2 separate regions of the Urocitellus parryii genome follow, and region 1 is linked to region 2. The links are chromatin contacts, called in public Hi-C maps. All regions are on one chromosome and are shown on one strand. Each heading gives the region's core, a stretch centred on a gene start, on an enhancer-like site or on the middle of the called end of the contact. The rest is flanking DNA. Distances are from core to core; before and after follow the strand shown.

Evidence for each region. A called contact is a pair of places that touch in the nucleus more often than the background predicts.
Region 1: a Hi-C map of muscle shows a contact between it and region 2, with 5 times the contacts expected there. The contact joins the promoter of Klhdc10 here to the promoter of Mest in region 2. A contact is called at or near these places in 2 of 2 Hi-C or Micro-C datasets (liver and muscle).

The regions. Positions count from the first base shown.
Region 1 is chr3:22,992,795-22,995,494 of mUroPar1.hap1, forward strand. Klhdc10 (kelch domain containing 10) reads right to left here and starts at 1,288. Exons shown (of 10, transcript XM_026392783.2): 1 at 1,036-1,288. The coding sequence starts at 1,201.
Region 2 is chr3:22,645,566-22,648,265 of mUroPar1.hap1, forward strand. Mest (mesoderm specific transcript) reads right to left here and starts at 1,269. Exons shown (of 12, transcript XM_026392779.2): 1 at 1,035-1,269. The coding sequence starts at 1,060.

The DNA of each region.
Region 1 (2,700 bases), core at 38-2,537, 350 kb after region 2:
CAAACATATCACTGATATAATAAATTTCAACATGATTCACAAAAAAACATGGTGAATGATTAACAACATCATTCCTAACAGTTCTCTTGGTAAAAATAAGCTTGCCCGATATCACATTTGACAGTCTGTGATTATTCAATTCCATACCTTCTTACTATTATGCGGAATACTCTCTTACAAATGGATCTCTTTAAAACTGTCTACACACATGCAATAACTTGAACTGGTTTTGTTTTTTAAGACATTTCAATTCAAAGATAAGGCACTACAGGCCAGAACGCGAAATTATTGTATTGGGTACATTTTTCCAATTCTCAGTTGTTTTTATACCATAGACAAAGCAAAATTTTGTCACCAAGTATATTCTCGATTTTCGTTTTCCTCCTTTAAAATCTACACACTATTATCCGTTCTATCTCTGGGCATTTCAAAATATTAAGAATTCAACTAGTTTTCCCTAATCCCCTTGGTTCTCTTTCCCATACATTCCCTAGACAACAAGCCCCCTCCCGCCCCCACCACACATATACTCTTTTCTTCTGTTTCAGATACCCAACTCTTACACACATGGGTGGTTTTTTGTTTTGTGTGTGAGTGTGTGTGTAACAAAACCGCTCCTTGGAATGCTCTTCCGTCTCTTTTCCTTAATTAACACTCTTTTTTGACATAATATTCCACAGCTAGGCGCCAAAGTCTTTCTTTCACAAGATCAAACTGCGGAAGGGGAAGAGATTGGGAACCGAGTAAGCGAAACATTTGGGAATGTCAACGAGACAGTGATCTCTCTTTGGGAAGGAGACAGAACTCTCCGCAGAAAGCTTTCGACAGGGCAAAAAATACTTTTCTTCGTGGTGCTCCGGTTCCCTCCCTGACCTCAAAGACACCTTTGCTTTTCTTTGATTCCCATTCTCTCTGCTTTGCGTGGGGGCCTCCCTTTCCTTTTCCCAAGGAAAAGAAAGCCGGGGAGAAAAGACAAGGGAGCAGTCACCTTCCCGCGGCACCCGCAAGCTGTCACGACCCAGTCCCACGACTCACCTGGCAGGTGCGGCCGCCCGGAGAGTTGCACGAAGCGGTTGAGCTGGCCAGTCCCCCGACCCCCGCTGCCCCCACTGCCCCCGCCGGCCCCGCTACCTCCGCCGCCACCGCCGACCGCTCCTCCTCCCCTCCGGCGGTTCCTGTCCCATCCCTGGGCGGCCGACATGACCCGCTAACGACTGCCGCAGCCTGGTCCCGGCAGTCCCTGACCCGGCGGCACCAGCGGAGCCTTCTTCCTGGGCTCCTCAAGAGACCGGGGAGACAGGGAAAGGGGGAGCGCCCGGTCTCACCAGGGACCAATGACTAACGACCTTGGTGACAGAGCGCCAATGGGTAGTCGTCTTCTTGGTAGGTGGAGGGAGGCGGAGAGAGACGTGGTAACCATAGCTATGGCTAAAAAAAAAGTGTGGGGAGAGAAAGACAGAAGCAGCCACTTATCAATCGCATCCACCGCGCTGAGCAAGCCCGCGTAGCCTCGACTCCTGCGGGTCAGGCGGGCCAATCGAAGCCCGAATGAACGAGGCCACGCCTGCCGAAAGACTCCCGGAGACCGCTGTACTCCAGGAGTACATGTTTAGGACTCGGGAACTCTTGGCCATAAACCTTGCATTCAGAAGCAGGCAATGCACATAATGCACATATTTGTGGGCGATACACTTTTGCTGCCAGGTTTTCAGATGAAGAGTCCATCCCTTGACTGTTGGCACACACAAAGGGCTCGCTGGGGAAGGGAGGAAAACTCAGGGCGGAGTCGAAGCTTGAATGTAAAAACGAGATATTCCTGGGTTTCATCGTTTGCCTTGTCTTTCCGTGGGACTAGCTGAACTAATCCCGATATAAGCCACATCCCAAGCAAACAGCTTTAAACCTTTTAACAAACATGGGAAAATGTTTAGTCTTACCAGTAATGATAGAAACAATTAAAACCCTGATGAGAAACATGTTCTGGTTTATCACATTGGAAAGGCTTTTTGAAATGACACCCGGCGGTCTGTGCCAAGAAAAAGATATCCTCATAGATGACTGATGGCCATGTAAATGTTTTTGTTCAATCAACCCCTTCTTGCTCGCAGAAAATGTTAATCGGCTTAGAATGTGTACAATAAGAATTAGAATGTGAAATAAATGACAGGAACAGGTACGGATGACCAAGATCGAAGATAGATGTAGATAAGCAGATCAGAAATTCCTATTGTTCCAAAATTGAACAGAAAATTTGGCTTTGAATTTAGGGGGCGCAATTCCAAGTGGGAAAACACAGACCGATGTTTCCAGTAAGGAAAAAGCATATAAATTCCTTAAGGCAAACAAAACTTTTTGAGGTTCTTGGATCTGATGGATTTTTCTCCCGTGGTGTTTCACATCAGGAAACCTTACGTGTGGCAAAGAAAAAGGGAGAAACTCTGCCCAAGCTGAGGGCAAATACCCTTACACCCTGATATACAAGTTTTAGATCGCCACCTTCAGGCGTCGAGTGGTTACTTTCCTACGTTCAGTGTCTGCAGGAAAGAGAGGTACTGTAGCCATTAAGTTACCATGAACACTTCCCCATAGAACGGTTTAGGAAAATGTTTGAGACCTGAAAGAAATAGACCTATGGCTCTAAGATAGGAAAACCAAAATTAAGAAATTATACCGCTCAATAACCAAAGTGTAGCTGAATAA
Region 2 (2,700 bases), core at 19-2,518:
TAGATAAAATGGATTAACATTTTAATCCATTTTTTTGCCAAATTCCCATTATTTGATGGAGTCATGATTCAGAGTATAAATTCAACAAACTCCAGTAAAAACTATGGCGATTAACCTCTCTGAGCCTTGATTTCTTCATCTTGTACATGGGAAAAATGCATTTGTCTAATATTACCTGATGGCATCGCTGTGAGAGGACGAACTGCTCTGTAAACCCGCTAAATCAAACATTGCCGGTTACAGCACGACAGTTTGGTCGCATCCCAATTACCCCTCGCACATCTCGTTACCGACCTCTGAACAATACTTAACATCTTGGAGATACGGCGCGGCAAGTTCTAGTCACACCTTTGCGGTAACACGCCACCGAGACGCCAGGATCTGGAAATCTTAAATTGCGCTACTGCAATAGCTGGGTCTAAATCACTCCACAACAATACCAGGGGTCTGGAAATCAAATCCAGCAGGGCAATACTGGGGTCTAGAAACCCCAAGTCACAAGCCAGTGAGGGTAGGGTCTAAAAATCCTAAATCACAACTGGGCATTATCAGGATCGCGAAATCATAAGTCACGCCACAGCAATGACTAGATCTGGAAATCCTAAATCACACCACGTCAATGGTGGGGTCTTAAAAATCGTAAACCACACGAGTGATTCCAGGATGTAAAGATCATAAGTCACACTACAAAGATGACCGGATCTAAAAATCCTAATTCGCAGCAAGGCGATACCGGGGGTCTGGAGATCATACATCATATTGGGGTGAGCCCATGGTCTAAAAATCTCAAACCTTAACTGGGCGACCCCGGGGTTTAAAAATAAGCCAGAGACCCCAAATTTGAAACATTCTACGGCTGACCGAAGTGACCCCACTAACACCAAGGAGACAGAACGGTGGCCGGCTGGGTGGGGTTTTCTTTACAAGGCAGCTGGGCACTGCCAGGCAGAGTCCCCAGCATCGGCCGGCACCCGAGACTAGGATCAGCCGGCCACACCCCCACGCGCCCTCCACCGCAGCCCGCACGCACCCACCTGCGGAGGCGATCTCGGCGCACCATGGCCGCGTTATCCCATGCCGCCCGCCGCAGGGTTGCAGAGCACTGGGCGCGCTGAGGCGCCTGCAGCTGTGCAAGGTCGGTGGCGGCAGGAACGCTGCCCACCGCCGGCACACGGCAGCCGGCAGCGGCGGCAATGAGCGGCTACTTGGGCGATGCGGCACTGCTCCGGCTGGCGAGGCGCGGCTGCCGCAGAGGAGGTGCCCGGGCTGCCGCCGCCTGCCAGGAGGCGCTGAGAAGTGCTGGTGGCCGCAGCAGTGCCGAGCGAGCGGGCACCGACTTTTAGAGCCCACCCGCGCCCCGCCCCTGGACCGCCCACCACACCGCAGCGCCCCTCCCGAGCGCGCCAGCCGCAGAGCCCCTCCCAGCAGCCCTGCCACCGCCGCAGTGGTGGGGTGCCCCCCTCACGCGCCTTCAGAAGTGTAGATCGCCCCCAGCATCCCACCGCTTCCTTGCAGACCCCCAAACCCTGAGTTCGTGATTCTGCTGCAGAACCCTTCCTTGGAAGTTAAGGCCTGAGGCAAAGATGGCAGACCCCTGAGACCCCAAAACTCCCCTAACAGTAACCACAGGCCCCAGCCCTAGAGGGTGGCCGATTGACCTAAAGGAGAACAGGGCTGTGGTCCTTGCCGCGGCGCCTGTTTGCATTCAATGCCCAAAGTGTGGATGCCAAATCCTATGAGTGCCCATGTCCGAAAGAGCGGACCGCGAGCACCCAACATCTCCCAAGTCTCTAAGTATGGGTAATGACCAAGGGAACCATAAGCTCTGTGGGACTCTCCAGGTTAGGGGGAACATATAGGATGGCTGCTACGGAGCAAAGCAGGCCAAAGTTGCACAAAGTGTGGTTTCCTTCGGGCAACCGCAGCAGTGCGGGACACGTTTCCTCTACAGCAGTGCGACGTGGTTGGCATGCCGGAGGCCACCGCAGCGCAGATTCCGCGCGCGGCACTGGACCTGCCACACAATCAGGGCAGCAAGACCCCCTTTATGTGCAGCAAATCATAATGCAGAGACACCAAAGGTGCAGGAAAGAGGAAAGGGATTTTCTTTAACCCATAGTCCTTTAAAAGGCATTTATTACACCTTTGAAAAGAGAAGTGTCGAGCATCAGAGTATCTACATACATTTTCTGTCTATAAATTGAAATTTTGATGGCCGCGATCAGGCTGAGCGTTAACAAGTGAGGCAGCATCCCAGAGCCGGCCGGTCCAGCGGGGGCGCTGCAGACCTCTGTTCCGCACTGGGCAGAAGCCTTTCCAATACTTCGCGGAGTCTTAGGCCAGCAGTGCAGACAGCACCACTCGGCAAAAGTCTGGCCACAGGGCTAGCCGAGGCTGCCGGTATCTAATCGCACCAGGAGCCTAGGGCCACCCACCAGACTCTGTAGACGCCAGCCTTAGGAACATGTCATCAGAACGTGTGGCGCATAGAGGGTATACCAAGGTCTGATTAAGAGGGGCATGAAACAAATGCTTGTTTTAGCACGTAGCACTAAGAGCCGGGTACAAAATAAATGAGAAAGGGCTCCTGCCCCAGAGAAAGACACTGGCCATCTGGAGGTGTGGGTAGAGATAAGAATTGATGCTTTTAAAAATTTCCTTTTGATTTCCTAGCAACATTTTGTTACAGATCGGCGCCCT